Linked DNA regions of Mus musculus: regions 1, 3, 4 and 5 are each linked to region 2. Evidence: chromatin contacts called from public ChIA-PET and HiChIP or PLAC-seq data. All regions are on one chromosome and are shown on one strand. Each heading gives the region's core, a stretch centred on a gene start, on an enhancer-like site or on the middle of the called end of the contact. The rest is flanking DNA. Distances are from core to core; before and after follow the strand shown. Region 1 has its middle 62 kb from the start of Gm33782. Region 2 has its middle 39 kb from the start of Btg1. Region 3 has its middle 12 kb from the start of 4930459C07Rik. Region 4 has its middle 90 kb from the start of Gm33782. Region 5 overlaps Gm33782 (a long non-coding RNA gene).

Region 1 (2,700 bases), core at 50-2,549, 290 kb before region 2:
CCCTGTCTCCATGACACCTGAGGTTAACTTGGGCCTCCACACGACTCTGAATGGAGTCCCAGCAATGAAGCTTTTTGCTCTGGGACAGTCAGAGAGGCATATTAAAAAAGGAACCCAACACACTTGATGTTGGGGTGAACCAAAGCAGATTTCAGCTGGGAAAGGCTCTTAACTTATGGCATGCAAGGCATCAGGAGCCTCAGTTACATAGCTATCAGGAACTGACTTTGGACCAGGTTCGTGAGTCGCATGAACCTGGAAGCAACTTCTCCCTCCGAGAATCCAGTAAAGAAGCCAAGCCCACTAACACCTTGGTATGACCTAGTAAGCACGTTGCTTAGCGACAAATCTCATATTTTTTTTCTTACAAATAAATGGGGTACCTCTCTGAAAACACCAGCACTCCAGCCTACAACAACGATGTCCTTCCTTAATGGCTCTTCTGTCCTGGCGACTCCTTATGTCCCAGCACCTTCCTTATAACTATGAAGTCCTGACTCTAGGTGCACTAACTACCAAGTTCCCTGATATCTTTTCTCAAGTTTGATCTTTGATAATAATTCCCTAGATCCTTACGTACTCATCTCCCTCCACCCCTAACAGCAATAATCATAAAAAAAACCCAAACAAACCATTGACAGATACTTGTCAGTAAGGACGGCATGCTGGAATAATATACTATATTATTGACCATATATTATCGAAGAAGAAAATTTAGGCACAAGAAACCTAAGCAAAGTTTCCCAGGATCACAAAGTGTCAGAGGCAGTCACTAGGCACTCCTGACTAAAGAATAGGACTAGCCATTCACTCTCTGCTGTAGCCCCCGGTACTTAGTTCTCCGGCGAGTTTAGCTGCCAGACTGCCAGTGTCTCAGACATCCAGCACCCGGCTCTGTTTGGGGTAAGCTTTTCACCAGTTCATTTCACTTTGACATTTTGTACTTCACCAAGTGTGTGCCACTCCGGTGGTTAATAAGCAGCTGACAGGATCAACATAAACTGCTGGGTGACGTGTAAATTAGCAGCGCCTATAGGAACACTAAGAGAAACCACACAGAATTTAAACACTGTGACTTTAAAGGCTGCTTATAAGACCAAGGCCCTCAATTCCTTCAGTTCACTTGGGCTGGGGGCGGGGAAACCCCCCAAAACAGAGCAGCCCAACCACTTTTCCCTCAGCTGTGATGCACAGATGATTTCCGAGAAGAGAAGTGAACTTTCAGAGGTTTCTCGATCAGCTGCTGGGCGACATCCGGCATCCGGTCTAACCACGAATCTCAGATGTCATAGCAACACAGGTCACTGGGAACCCAAAATAGTCCTGCCCAGAGCTCTTTCCACTTCTCACTTGAGCATGTGCGGGAAAGGTGTCTGTCTGTCAGCCAGCACCTGCTGCTCTTCAGAGACTGGGTGATGCGCGCCGCCGCCGCTGCTGTTGTTTAATCAGCCTTGTCTATCCAGCAGCAACCCTTTCTAGACAAGCTCTTTTCCTTTTATCCACGAGTCTCCCAGACTCTTTCGGATCCACACGCACATGTGGTGATCCACAGGGCTTGACAATGTGTGAAATCCCCTCTAATCCCGGGCCCTTCCTCGCTTCACTCCAAAGCTCGATGTTTTCCTTTTGTAGAAACTCACTGGAGGCCTTAAGAGAGATAACGTGCAAGAAAGACTATTTGGCTCTTCCAGAGCTCGCTGTCGCCTCGCCTCAAGTCGCGCGTATCATTTGATCACAGTTCCTGGCTCCGTGTCTGCAGAGAGACACTCCGCTGCAATAAGCAGTTTACTCCTAAAGAACTCACTATTCTGCCTTCTCCTCCCAAGTGCTGGCATCACAGGTGTGTATCACCGCGGCCAGCTGACAATGCAGATTGGATTTGAGATCTTAAAAAAATTCACTGGGTTTTCCTGAGAACAATGTACATGTACGTCATCAAACCCAAGCTCTTGACTCTAGCTGCATATGTATCAAAAGATGGCCTAGTCGGCCATCACTGGAAAGAGAGGCCCATTGGACACGCAAACTTTATATGCCCCAGTACAGGGGAACGCCAGGGCCAAAAAAATGGGAATGGGTGGATAGGGGAGTGGGGGGAAGGGTATGGGGGACTTTTGGGATAGCATTGGAAATGTAATTGAGGAAAATATGTAATAAAAAATATTTTTAAAAATACCAATAAGGAAACGGGGATGACGGAGTAAAGCAGCTGAATTTATCCCGAGAGAAGTGTATTGTTTTAAGATGAGAAAGAAGGACATTTTGGGATGTGGGGGATGCTGAGTGCTTCATATATGCTGACGATATACTCTTTCCATAGAGCTACATAGCCATCCCCCAACAATAATTTTTAGCTGCACATTTCTATTGAGTTTAAACAGCTCATGCACAAAATTTGCTACAATAAGACACCACGAGAAAGTTCCCCTCTCTCAATTTCTGCAAAATCCTTCTTGGAGACAGATGGTCTCGGATATTCTGTGGATCAATCCACGTTTTTAATTTTAGTGTAATGATGATATAAAAAACTATACAAGGAAGCTATACCTTGCATTCTGGTCTGTCCGCAGTCTACCATTATGTGGCACAATGCTCTCTCTCAGGATGCTAGGTAGCACCAAGTTGCAGCAGCTGTCAGCCAGACGTGCGCTCGTGAAAGGTAACATTGCTCTTTTGCAATAGACACAAGTTATTAAGCTA
Region 2 (2,700 bases), core at 109-2,608:
GGGAATTGTCAGTCTTGGGGGATTATTTAACTTGACTTTATTTTTATTGGTTAATTATTTTTTTTAAAACCTTTGTGATTGTCTCTAATCCTCATGAGTACCAAAGAAAATGGCCCTTTGTGTCAGGGCTGGGGTGGTGAGGGGAAGGGAGAGACAGCGGTTCTCCAGGGCAACACTGGAGTACTAAGGGAAGGGGGAGTGGGATTTTAGATAGCAAGAGCTTGGAGAACCAGTCCTACCAGGTTTTGTAGTTTAAATAAGCTCTTGGGTGGTGTTAGCTGTATCACACATGTGCTAAGAAAGGTCCATTGTCTCTGGAATTCCATTTCTTGTCAAAATAAAGTGTTTAACCCGTGATGTTTAAGGTTATATTCTAATTTACACTCTATTACTCAATTGCTTTTAAACAATCTGAATTTTTTTTAAAGGATCGGAGTTAAATATAGTTGCTTAAAAGAAAGTAAAAATGGACTATTTTGTCTTCATTTAAAAAAAAAAAGATTTATTTACTTAGGTGTCTGCATGTGTCCTTTGGTGAGTGTGCATCGTGTGTGTGTGTGTGTGTGTGTGTCTGTGTGTGTGTGTGTCTGTGTGTCTGTGTCTATACGGACCAGATATCATTGGAAGCCATGGAGCTGGAACTCCAGATGTTATGAGCTACCCCATGTGAGTGTTAGGAGCTAAACCTGGGTCCTCTGAATGGAGAGCAATGGCTTTTCTTTCCCTCCCCATTTGGTCTTTAGAGTGGCTGGTGTTCAGCACATGAGACAGCATGAAATCAATCAACATGGATACTCTTCAATAGCAGCAAGGACTCTTTAGTGCTGAGCCATCTTCTCTAGACCTAAGTGCACACATTACCAGGTGGGTTTGAACCACCGACCTTTTGGATAACTGGAGGCGAATTTGTGTTAGCAAATTGCACACAGAGTAAGAAGTTCCGTAAGAGGGATGGTGATCAGTTCAGATGCCCCCACAGTCTCCTTTATTCCCTCTTCTAAGTTGCTGAGAGACTCATAAGACTCTTAAGAGGCTGTGTTTCAGGAGCAAATCTGGGTTAATGTCCTGCTGGGTGTGAGGACATTCAGTTGTAAATACAGCTCTAGATACAAACCTAACACAGCTGCTTCTGTCTGAAACTTTGAGCTGGGGTGTGTAAGTGTCTCCTCCCCATTTTGTACTGGCCTCTGTGACATTACCATCTCATGTGTCCTGAAGTTCCAAGGCTCTTGGAATTCATTTCTTGGCTGTTCAGCATTACACAGCCTTTCCTTGGGGTGAGTTAGTCTGAGTGTGGCGACAGCTATTTCATCAGAGATCATCATCATGTGTCTCACTCAGACTTTCCTAATGGTGGCTACTGCCAACAGGAAATGATCTGTATGTGGAGGGCTGTGTGTGAAATAAGAGTTCAGCACTTGGTATTAGACAACGTCCACACACATGCATCTGACAGTGAGCATTGCATCAAACGAAAAGGTTCTTGTCTCTCTTCTTGCATGATTCTAGCAACAGCAAGTCAGCTTCAGTGCGCTTGGGTAGCTCGAGACCTGACTCTGAATAATACAAGATCCGTCTGTCTTTGAATGTTCTCTTAGGAATCCCCGTGCTCATTAGCACCAAGAACAGATTTAGATCATCCTTCTACTCTGTCTTGAAGTCTGAGATTTGTGACTGTTAGCCTAGATTAATGTGTGTGTGTGTGTGTGTGTGTGTGTGTGTGTGTGTGTGTGTGTGTGTGTGTGAGAGAGAGAGAGAGAGAGAGAGAGAGAGAGAGAGAGAGTCTCTGAAGGCTTTTAGAGTCTTATAATGATCTCATGATTTCTCAACCAGCTTTTGTCTGGACTTAAGACATCAGGACAGACATTCGGGAGGTGTGGGGTTCATGGAAATTCCTTCCACCAACCAACCCAAACATTCCTCTTATCAAAAGTTTCCAATGGTCAACTCAATGAGTGACACCTGACCCTCAAATACTTTCCTAAATTGGAGTGTGTTTAATTTAGCTGATTGTTGTATACAGTAATCACGAAAGGCTTGAGTATCATGTGCTCTACCCGTAGGCAGTATTGCAAGGCAATTGCCTTGTCTTCCCAGACAACAGGAACTCTTACAAGCTTTCTGAGTTGAATCCATTTGCCGTGTGCACGCTCTTCTCTTTGGCCTGTGATCTATTTGCCATTTGCACGAGTTATTTTAATGGCTGACAAAAAAAGAAAGGTTAAGAAAAGGAAAAAAGCCAATAGACAAAGAAAGAAAAGTTTACACACTTACAAGGTATCATGAAAGTCTTACCAAGAGGACGGAGGCGAACCACAAAACAGGAAAAAAGAGTCATGAAGGACATTCTAGGTAAGAAACTATTCTCTGAAATATACAAATAATTCTCAAGTCTCAACAGTGAGAAATCAAACAATCTAAAGATGAGCCACAGACCTGAGCAGATAACACACCGAAGAGATAAAGATGGAACATAATCATGCTAAAAAAAAAAAATGGCAGCAATGAATTGTAAATTAAATGAACAATGGCTCACCACTGCATGCCTATTAGCTCCAATCAAATCTTAAACACTGACACCATCAAATGTTGATCAGAACATAGAACACCAGAAACTCTCATTCACTGTCAGTAGAGATTCCAAAGAGTCTTGCTATCTGGAAGGGTTTGACAATTCCTATAAAGCTAAACATGTGACTT
Region 3 (2,700 bases), core at 148-2,647, 440 kb before region 2:
ACACAGGCGAGCCTAGCCTGAAGCACCTTGGGATTGTTACACAATTGAGGCTGAATTTATTTTTGATCATTGCACATCCAGGAGTCTTCTGCTATTGTCACTGTCTTTAGAACGGTCACCTTCAGCTAAGCGACCCTGTAGTGGGGTGACGACTTACAGTCAGACGAAGCTGGGCTCTGTAACATCTTTAAATATGCACACAGTATTAATACACCAGTGCAAATGCCTTATGAAAATAGAACATATTTACATATTTTACATTGCTAACCCCACTACTGTGGTGGCATGGGAAGCTGGGTAGCCAACTGATTTTTAATGTAAGATATTAGAAATACTGGCTTTCATATTCATATATATGTATGTATGTATATATATATGTATGTATGTATATACACACACACACATATAGTATGTGTGTATATATATCGTATGTGTATATATATACACGATAATATCGTAACTATACTACCTATACATGTGCATATATATATATATATATATATATAAACTAATTTGAATTGCTACTCCATTGACTAAGTACTTACGATGAATTGTATGACATACATCTCCAGACCCGCCCCCCTGCCAGCCCTGAAGGATATACCTCACTCATTTTCTTTTCTTTCAAGAAACCAATTTTGCTATCTTCAAGCAACCACTTCTTTTGTTGAAGCAAAACAGAACAAACAAACAAACAAAAAATCAACATTAAGATTTTCCTAAGCATTTAGAAACATGTCGAGCAGCCTGGGACATTCTGGAACCCTGTCAGAGCCCTGGTCTGTGAGCTAAGGAAACAATTTTGTTTGATAGAGTTACTATCTTCTGCAAAGGCTGAGTGTATATTATGTCGCATAGTCAGAGCACTGGGGGACACCCCCAGAGGGAGCTTGTGATGAGTAAATAACTTAGTAAGGCAAAGAATGGACACTGTAAAACCATTCCTTAATTCAAGGCCACGTGTTACTTTGGGATTTAAGGAAATATATTGGCATCTTCTATGTGATAAGATGCTTCAAGCATTTATCCTTAAAAAGGACTAAAACCCATTTTTTTTTCTCTCCTGTTTGTATCATTTCCTCCTCCTCCTCCTTACCCCTTCCCCCCCCCCCCAGTCCACTTTTCTCTCTCCCTCCCTCTTTCCCTCTCCCTCCCACTCCTATTCCCTCTGCTTCTTCCCCATCTCCTCTCCTCCCCTTCTATCTCTCCATTCTCCCTTCCTTCCCCTCCCCCTTCTTTCCCTGTGGTCATTGAGACGAAGTTCTTTTAACTAACATCCCATTTCCGCCAGCAGAGGGCACTGTTTGCGCGTTTAAGTAGATGTCTCCGCTTTGTTTTTCCAATGTGAACAGTATCTGAGTCACAGGCAGGCACGCTATTCGGCTGGAAAGATACTGGGGAGAAGGCCTGCCTGAGTGGTAGTGTTTCAACATCATTTTGCCGAACATTTCCTTTGTTCTCGGCTGCTTGGAGGGATGTTCATTGCAAATGCCCTTCTAGTTCCCGGTGGAAAATGTATGTTTTGAATGTGTGTTTTGAAGGCAATGGCATTGGGTCACTCAACGTCTAAATATCACAAGTGCTTCAAACCACTTTAGGTGTCAAATTCTGAATCAAGGTATCAGCCCCAGAGTAGATCGTCTTGCTCCGGGAGCATCATAAATAATTTCTGTAGCAGCATATGACATCATAAAGCAATCAGGCATTCCCTGTACACCATAATCGATGGACTTAGATGTCTTCGGATGGAAGGGTATGGTGAAAGACACTTTTCCTCTCACTGGACTTGAGCACTTTAGAATTAGTCAGTGGCTGCCTATCAAAAACGAAGTGAGTCACGTTCAACTTCCAATATATTGTGGAATATTTTCTCAAGAGTTTCATACACATCATTTATATAATATTGGATTATATATTTTGTGGTGAAGTAAGTACTTTTACATTTTTACGGCAATTATTTAAAAAAAATTAATCAAAGTGTAGATGAGAATGGCATACTTTAACAATGAAAGTCACGGTTAGTCAGATACCTACTTGACTTTCCCAGTCCTCAGTATCTCTCTCAGCTCAGGTATAACTTTTCATTTTGGAACCTGTATTTTAGTCCACCCCCCCACCCACCATCTCTGAAACAATCAGCTTGTCTTGCTATTCTCTAAGCTACTACTTTTAGATGTTAGCTGCTGTTTGACTGTAGCAGGAGTATGTTGCCCAGGGTTGTGTGTGTGTTTGTTAAAGCTCGGTCGCCAGTGTGGTGATGCTGGAGACAGGCACCTTTAAGAGAAGGTGGGGTAATTAGACCAAGGTAATTATTTCACACGGAAGGGATCAAAGCCATGTGTATGGGAACCCGCTGACTTCCTCTTAGAGTGGGTTGTTATAAAACATAACGCTCACCTTTCTCATGATCTGGCTTCCTGCCTCTGCCATGTGTTGTCTCTTTCCTTGCACTGGCTCCCCCACGGCACCATCTGCCACAGGGTAGCACACATAGGGGACTGTCACCAAGGGCCAAACACTCTAGGTTTACCCAGGGTTGAATTGTCAGACTCAAAAATTGTAAGCTAAACAGATCTCTCATCATTCCACAACCCAAGGTGGTTTGTTAGAGCCAAGCAAAGCGGGATTGTCTAATACTGTGAATTGTCCTTTTGGAATGTACCGATAGATAAGACTCTCACCTCTCTGTCCCTCTGCTCA
Region 4 (2,700 bases), core at 107-2,606, 260 kb before region 2:
TATCTTGACATTTTTCAAATCGGAAAATCCAACCCAATGGTAGGAAACAGAGGCGTGGAGAGGCACGGAGCTACAGTGAAACCATTTTGACCAGAAACTCAAAGGAGCTCTCATATCAGGTTTTCCCTGATATCGTTAATGATAGCACCAGGGTACCGTTCCAGGGACTGGTTTCTGCATCACAGGGACAAACCTGCCTTTCAGTGGTCATCTGAGCAGAAGGCCACAGAAATAAAAGCAACTGACTCCCTACTCCCATGCAAATTCTATCCCTCTGCCAAAATATCTCATTGCCAGTTCTGGGTTTTAGACTCCAAAAGAGCTCTGGCTGTATAACCTCACATTGTTGCTGTTAAATGTTCTATCGATCAATGAAGAACAAGAGACAGCCCGTTCTTCCTGGAGAGTAGCTACTTTAGAAATTAGTAAGGATTAGTAAACCCTTGTTTAAACATCTCTTTGGAATGGCTCCGAAAGGTTCCCGTGAAACAACGAAGTTATTGTTCACCCCAGGAGTCTAATTTCCCTGGGAATCACACTTTCCTACCTGGTTCCATTGCTCTGTGGTTGAACGTGTATTAAGTCTGACATCCATGTATAACCCAGAGGGACAAATGGGTTCCTCTTGTAAGCCCTCATTGCCACGGGCTCTATTTGTAATCAGACAATCAATATGGTTAGCATGTGCCAACTTCGCCGGCGGAGAATAAGTGAGGCTGTTTGAGCCCAGGACACTGGAGAAAGCGTGTGAGGAAGCCGTGTGAATGGGGCTCATTGTTGGCCTGGATTTTAAACGTTCTCGTTTTTCACAACATTTTATGGAGAGCTCTTAAAAGGCCTTTATTGATAGAGATACTCATTAAATGCCAGTTTTAAAAGGAGAGTTGTTGATGTAATGTCATACAATCTGCTTATGCATAAAGCCTTTTTTATTCTGGTGTTCTGACGAGTGCTTTGCCATGCCAGCCCTCCCACCACATCCCAAGACACAGAAACTCCTCCTCTAGACGAATGCTCTGAAATGCGGGGCTGTTATTAGATCAGATGCCATAGATGGCTGGACCTTTCCTGCGTGCTTGTCTTTCACTGTCAAAACCAACCCTGATTTACTCAATGCACAACCAGTAATTGAACATCTGCCATATAATGCAGAAAAACCAGAGAAAGATGGTATTGTTGTTGTTGTTGGTTGGTTTTGGTTTTTTTTTTTCTTTCTAAAGGAGCTAGTTAGATTTTACTGTGAAAAAGAGACATGCAAATTAGTTAACAGCCGTGCATTGCACCAAGCTTGAGGGAATGGGGCTGGTGAAGTCTGAAGTCAGACAGTTCAGCATGTGACTTAGGACCGCAGCTTAGGGAGGGACTGAAGGTGTGGGCGGGTGCTGGTGAGAAAGGAGAAAGGCAAGCTTGAGACAGCACACATGTGAAGGAGCTCAATGGAGCCATTCCACAACCTGTGCGTACAGCAAGCCATCATGTTACGTGCCACCAACAGATGTGGTTGTTAACTATGAAAAAAATTTACCAGGAAAAACAAGACAACGTATTAGCGATAAAAGACACCAATGAAATCCTTGGAAGGGAAGAGAAAGAGGGAGGGAAGAATAGGGGGGAAACAAGAGAGGGACGATGGGAGGGAGGGAGGAAACTGCATATACCCAGGCTCCAGCACAACTCAATTTCAAGGTGGGAAGGGCACTGAGTGCTCTCAGCTTTCCTAGTCTCCCCCTCATGGCTTTTGATGCTCAGTCAACTTTGAAAACCCTTAGCTGGGATCAGATTCTCTAGCTCTGCTGCAGATTAGAGTAACTGGGGCAGCTCCTCAAACTCCCAATGCTCAGGCCCCACCCCAGTCCCGCAGGCCAGACTCAGGTGAGTCTGGATCCCTAGCGTTTCATACACTGGGCATGGAGACACCGATCAGTAATCCCCAACAAGCAGGAGGTGGAGATGGGAGGGTTGTAAATTCAAGGTTATCCTTAGCTACAGAGCACGTTTGAGGCTAGCCTGAGCCACAGGAGAGCCTACCTCAAAAGAACAAATAGCAACAAAAGAAGACCTGCCTTCCAATATGTTATTTCCAAGCAAAAATTATTTGGAGTTCTCTTTTATTATCTACACATTTTGCCTCCTGGTCTTTGCTTCCCTACCAGAGCTTTCTAAAACAGAAAGACCTGGATGCAGATACCTCAGAATAGGGTGACACAAAGCCGGAGGAGCGACAGACAGGCAAGGGCAGCTTTGGACTTGTTTTTGTCTGGCTTAACCGGGAGGATACTGGAGTAAGACCATCTGCCCTTCAAGAAATCAAAGCCAGACACAGGAAGTGGGCGGGAAGACCCTCCAGCAGCCCCAGCTGCCTGGGCCGGGCAGCTGCACAGACCCCTGTTGTTGGCAGACAAGGCAAGGTCTTTTCAGTCTTGTGACCATCAACCCATCCCCAGTGCTGGTGGGGAGGGCACTGCCATTCTTTCTATGACTGATCGCAACAGAATGTGACAGTTGTTTGGGGTGACAGGTTTCCTGGGGGCTCTGCCTTCAACAAGAGCCATTGTGCAGAGGGCGTGTCCTGGTGCCAATGTCACAGGCAGGGGAAGACCCGAGTGGTCCTTTCATTTATATATGACAACATTTCCAAGGAACAGATGGACAGAAATCTTAAGCACTAGCCATCTTCCTCTTGTCTGAAGAGCTGCGGTA
Region 5 (2,700 bases), core at 121-2,620, 320 kb before region 2:
TAAGCCATCTCCCCAGCCAGCACTTTAACAACTAAGCCATCTCCCCAGCCCCGTGCACTGGGATTTTTTTAAACACTCGCGCATTCTAGACTGCTCATTCCCTTCTGTTTAAAGGAATAGCTCCATTATCAGAAAACAATAATTCAACTCTTATGAAATCCCATCCATGGACATGTTAAAGAGATGTGGAAAGGGCTTTGTTCAAGTTACACACACATTTTTACCTGCCCGCTATCACTTTAAAACTTGGATGGATCTTCATTTAAAGAAAAGGGAAGTCCTGATAAAAATGGTAGTGTGCAGTGCCTCTTAAAACACTAGCACTTCAGGACCTTGTCACTGGCTTATCTGAGGGACAAAGAGCTGGTGCAGACTCTTTAGAAGGGGCTATAAGCTTTCTGGTTCTCCACAGACCCTTCCAGTCCTCAGCCTGTTCCCTACCAGGCAGCACTCTGGATATCTGTTTTTGACTCAGTTCACAGAAGTCTGTCAAAGCTCAGGTTCCTTTGTCTCTTCCGTATCCCACACAGGAGATTCAGCATGTGCCAAAGAGCTGCCTTTGACCTGAACGCTCATGCCATCCCTTCACGTCTCTGGTATTGGAAAGGTTATCAGGTTCCTCTCTGAATTCTACTCCAGCTCCTTTCCCCCACCCCAGAGGCTTTGTTCTGTGCTTTTGCTTTAAGAATGAAGACAAAGCCTGACGATACATCTATTCTCCTAAGACTCTAGTTCCTCAAGGCTGAGTGCCAGCTCCCTGATTTGTTTCCCGTCCAGAGCTGCGAATACAGAGACCGCCAACAGGGCAAGGCCATTTTGCTAATGACCTTCGTAGGGCTGACTGCACAGCCAGTCAACAGCAGATCTGAAAATAGAACTCAGGACTTTCAAATCATTGTTCTGCTTGCTGGGCTGTATTTCCTCCCATAAGGGCCTGGTTAAGCAACGTCCTGTTTTGCACAAGCAGAAGTCACAATACACATATGAGAAACTGGACTGGACACAAGGATCACAAGACCGCACCCACCCTTAGGAAAGATGGCTCTGTAGCATGAAGCAGTGCGATTTGTTTCTAGTCCTGCCGGTTTGGGTTGCAAGCGGGCTCACAGCTGGTCAAATCATTGACTTTGCAGTATGTGGTGTTTTAGGAATTTTCAGAGTGCCAAGTGTCAGGTATTTGCCTGACAACACACCAAAAAGACATTTATGCAAGTGACAGAACAGTGTCGTAAGGTGGCCACCAGCTTGGGAATCACTGTGTTTGTGGTGCAAGTGCCATGGGAGAACCAGAAGCTTGGTGGCAGATCATTCTTTTAGGGTATTCCTTGTGGCCTGTAGAGGGCAGATTGAAATCGCAGAGATGCCCCTAGGCACTGTAGTCATCCTGGACTTGGAGGCTGAGGCAAGAGGACCTCGTGATCAAGACCAGGCAGTTCCTTTATTACCTCGAGCTGCCTTAAGGGAAGGAAATGGGGTGGGGGTGGGGGACGACGAAACAGAACAAAACAAACAAACAAAATGACTGGAATTGTCAAAAGTCAATCAATAAGGGAGTTTTATTTGGGAGCTGACAGCAGGATTACGTACAGTCCAGAACACAGGTATACAGGTGGCCACTTGCATGTCCTGAGAACAAAGGAAAGCCTGGGGGGTTTTAGCAAGCAGAGAAATCTACACATGAACATACCTGGTCCTTCTCACTGCCTGTGGGAATGGCAAGGTCTGATGGATGGGTGGGGCAGTGGGTAAAGCTAGTTTGAAGATTGTAGTTGGCAGTTACGCTGTTAGCTACTAAATAAATCAAGTCTTGAACATGCCCAGGGTGTTCCTTTGGACTGTTTCTGGAAGATTGGATCTGGAGCAGGCATGTATTGGTATGATTTCCCTTCCTTGCCTCCAGCCCCCGCCCCCCTCCACCTTAGTGGGGTGTGGTAGGAATGCTTACAGAAGGTTGGGGGGTGGTTTACACTTCCTGATGTTCCTTCAAATTGTTGAGACCTCTCTGTTCCATGCTAGCCCACGTAGAGGGCTTGCTAGCCCTTCAGTGATCTTCAGTGTGTTCTTGGAGAGCAGAGCCTGAGGATGCTAGCTGTTTTTGCCTCTCAGTCAAGCTCCTGGCCGCTCCGCAGGACATAACAGAGTGGATTCCAGGACCCTGAACTAGCTGTAGTACGTGAGCCCTGGATCTATGTCTCACACCTGCCAGACTTGAATCGAATGGCTTTGTGTCTTTGCGTCTGTTTGTTAGTCTGTAAGACAGGCGCGGCAACAGCTGGTAAGACCTCGGAGTCATTATGAAATTGAAATGAGTTGTTATTCATGGATTGCTTCAAAAGATTCTAGACAAAGATAATAGGTTTAGTTGTAGGCAATCAATAAACGACCTAGCAACGGGAAACAACTGCAGTTAGCTATGTGGAACAGGCCGAACACACCACAGGACCCTCCTTCCTTCTCTCCTTCTTTAGAGAAGCCTGCTTTATAGTTCAAAAGTGGGCCCTTGAGATCTCATTCCTCATTGCTCCATACTACAGATAGAGCAACTGAGGCACAGGGAAATTAGGTGATTTATTTATGTTTACCCACCAGGCACGTGACAGGATGGAAGGACAGGGCACTGTATGTACTGATGTCACTCACGGTTTTGCCATCGTTGTGCCAGTTTGGTATTTATTTCCTAGGAAAAAACCATAGAGGAAG

The links. HiChIP or PLAC-seq counts read pairs in DNA pulled down with a chosen protein or histone mark. ChIA-PET counts read pairs in DNA pulled down with a chosen protein or histone mark.
Region 1: an RNA polymerase II ChIA-PET map of memory CD8 T cells shows a contact between it and region 2, with 210 read pairs. The contact joins two enhancer-like sites. A contact is called at or near these places in 1 of 15 datasets of contacts at CTCF or cohesin (CD8 T cells), 1 of 484 Hi-C or Micro-C datasets (liver) and 7 of 115 datasets of contacts at active chromatin or transcription factors (CD8 T cells, effector CD8 T cells, embryonic stem cells and 3 more).
Region 3: a contact with region 2 is called in an RNA polymerase II ChIA-PET map of memory CD8 T cells, with 123 read pairs. The contact joins two enhancer-like sites. A contact is called at or near these places in 1 of 15 datasets of contacts at CTCF or cohesin (large pre-B cells), 4 of 484 Hi-C or Micro-C datasets (CD4 T cells, bone marrow-derived macrophages, nephron progenitors and 1 more), 9 of 115 datasets of contacts at active chromatin or transcription factors (CD8 T cells, T-cell acute lymphoblastic leukemia, astrocytes and 5 more) and 1 of 9 other capture datasets (embryonic stem cells).
Region 4: a contact with region 2 is called in an RNA polymerase II ChIA-PET map of memory CD8 T cells, with 85 read pairs. The contact joins two enhancer-like sites. A contact is called at or near these places in 2 of 115 datasets of contacts at active chromatin or transcription factors (effector CD8 T cells and memory CD8 T cells).
Region 5: a contact with region 2 is called in a CTCF HiChIP or PLAC-seq map of CD8 T cells, with 8 read pairs. The contact joins two enhancer-like sites. A contact is called at or near these places in 1 of 15 datasets of contacts at CTCF or cohesin (CD8 T cells) and 4 of 115 datasets of contacts at active chromatin or transcription factors (CD8 T cells, bone marrow-derived dendritic cells, embryonic stem cells and 1 more).

Annotation. Positions count from the first base shown.
Region 1 is chr10:96,369,887-96,372,586 of GRCm38.p6, forward strand. No RefSeq gene overlaps it. Among named protein-coding and RNA genes, the nearest start is that of Gm33782, 62 kb to the left of the region's middle. Within about 2 kb of position 1,300, at least 119 of the 459 cell types and tissues checked have an H3K27ac peak or open chromatin away from gene starts, as enhancers often do. A contact at or near this core is called in CD8 T cells, memory CD8 T cells and regulatory T cells, where this site is marked.
Region 2 is chr10:96,655,058-96,657,757 of GRCm38.p6, forward strand. No RefSeq gene overlaps it. Among named protein-coding and RNA genes, the nearest start is that of Btg1, 39 kb to the left of the region's middle. Within about 2 kb of position 1,359, at least 52 of the 459 cell types and tissues checked have an H3K27ac peak or open chromatin away from gene starts, as enhancers often do. A contact at or near this core is called in CD8 T cells, memory CD8 T cells and regulatory T cells, where this site is marked.
Region 3 is chr10:96,212,759-96,215,458 of GRCm38.p6, forward strand. No RefSeq gene overlaps it. Among named protein-coding and RNA genes, the nearest start is that of 4930459C07Rik, 12 kb to the right of the region's middle. Within about 2 kb of position 1,398, at least 167 of the 459 cell types and tissues checked have an H3K27ac peak or open chromatin away from gene starts, as enhancers often do. A contact at or near this core is called in CD8 T cells and memory CD8 T cells, where this site is marked.
Region 4 is chr10:96,397,400-96,400,099 of GRCm38.p6, forward strand. No RefSeq gene overlaps it. Among named protein-coding and RNA genes, the nearest start is that of Gm33782, 90 kb to the left of the region's middle. Within about 2 kb of position 1,357, at least 102 of the 459 cell types and tissues checked have an H3K27ac peak or open chromatin away from gene starts, as enhancers often do. A contact at or near this core is called in memory CD8 T cells, where this site is marked.
Region 5 is chr10:96,332,086-96,334,785 of GRCm38.p6, forward strand. All of the region lies in intron 2 of Gm33782 (a long non-coding RNA gene), which reads left to right. Among named protein-coding and RNA genes, the nearest start is that of Gm33782, 24 kb to the left of the region's middle. Within about 2 kb of position 1,371, at least 117 of the 459 cell types and tissues checked have an H3K27ac peak or open chromatin away from gene starts, as enhancers often do. A contact at or near this core is called in CD8 T cells and regulatory T cells, where this site is marked.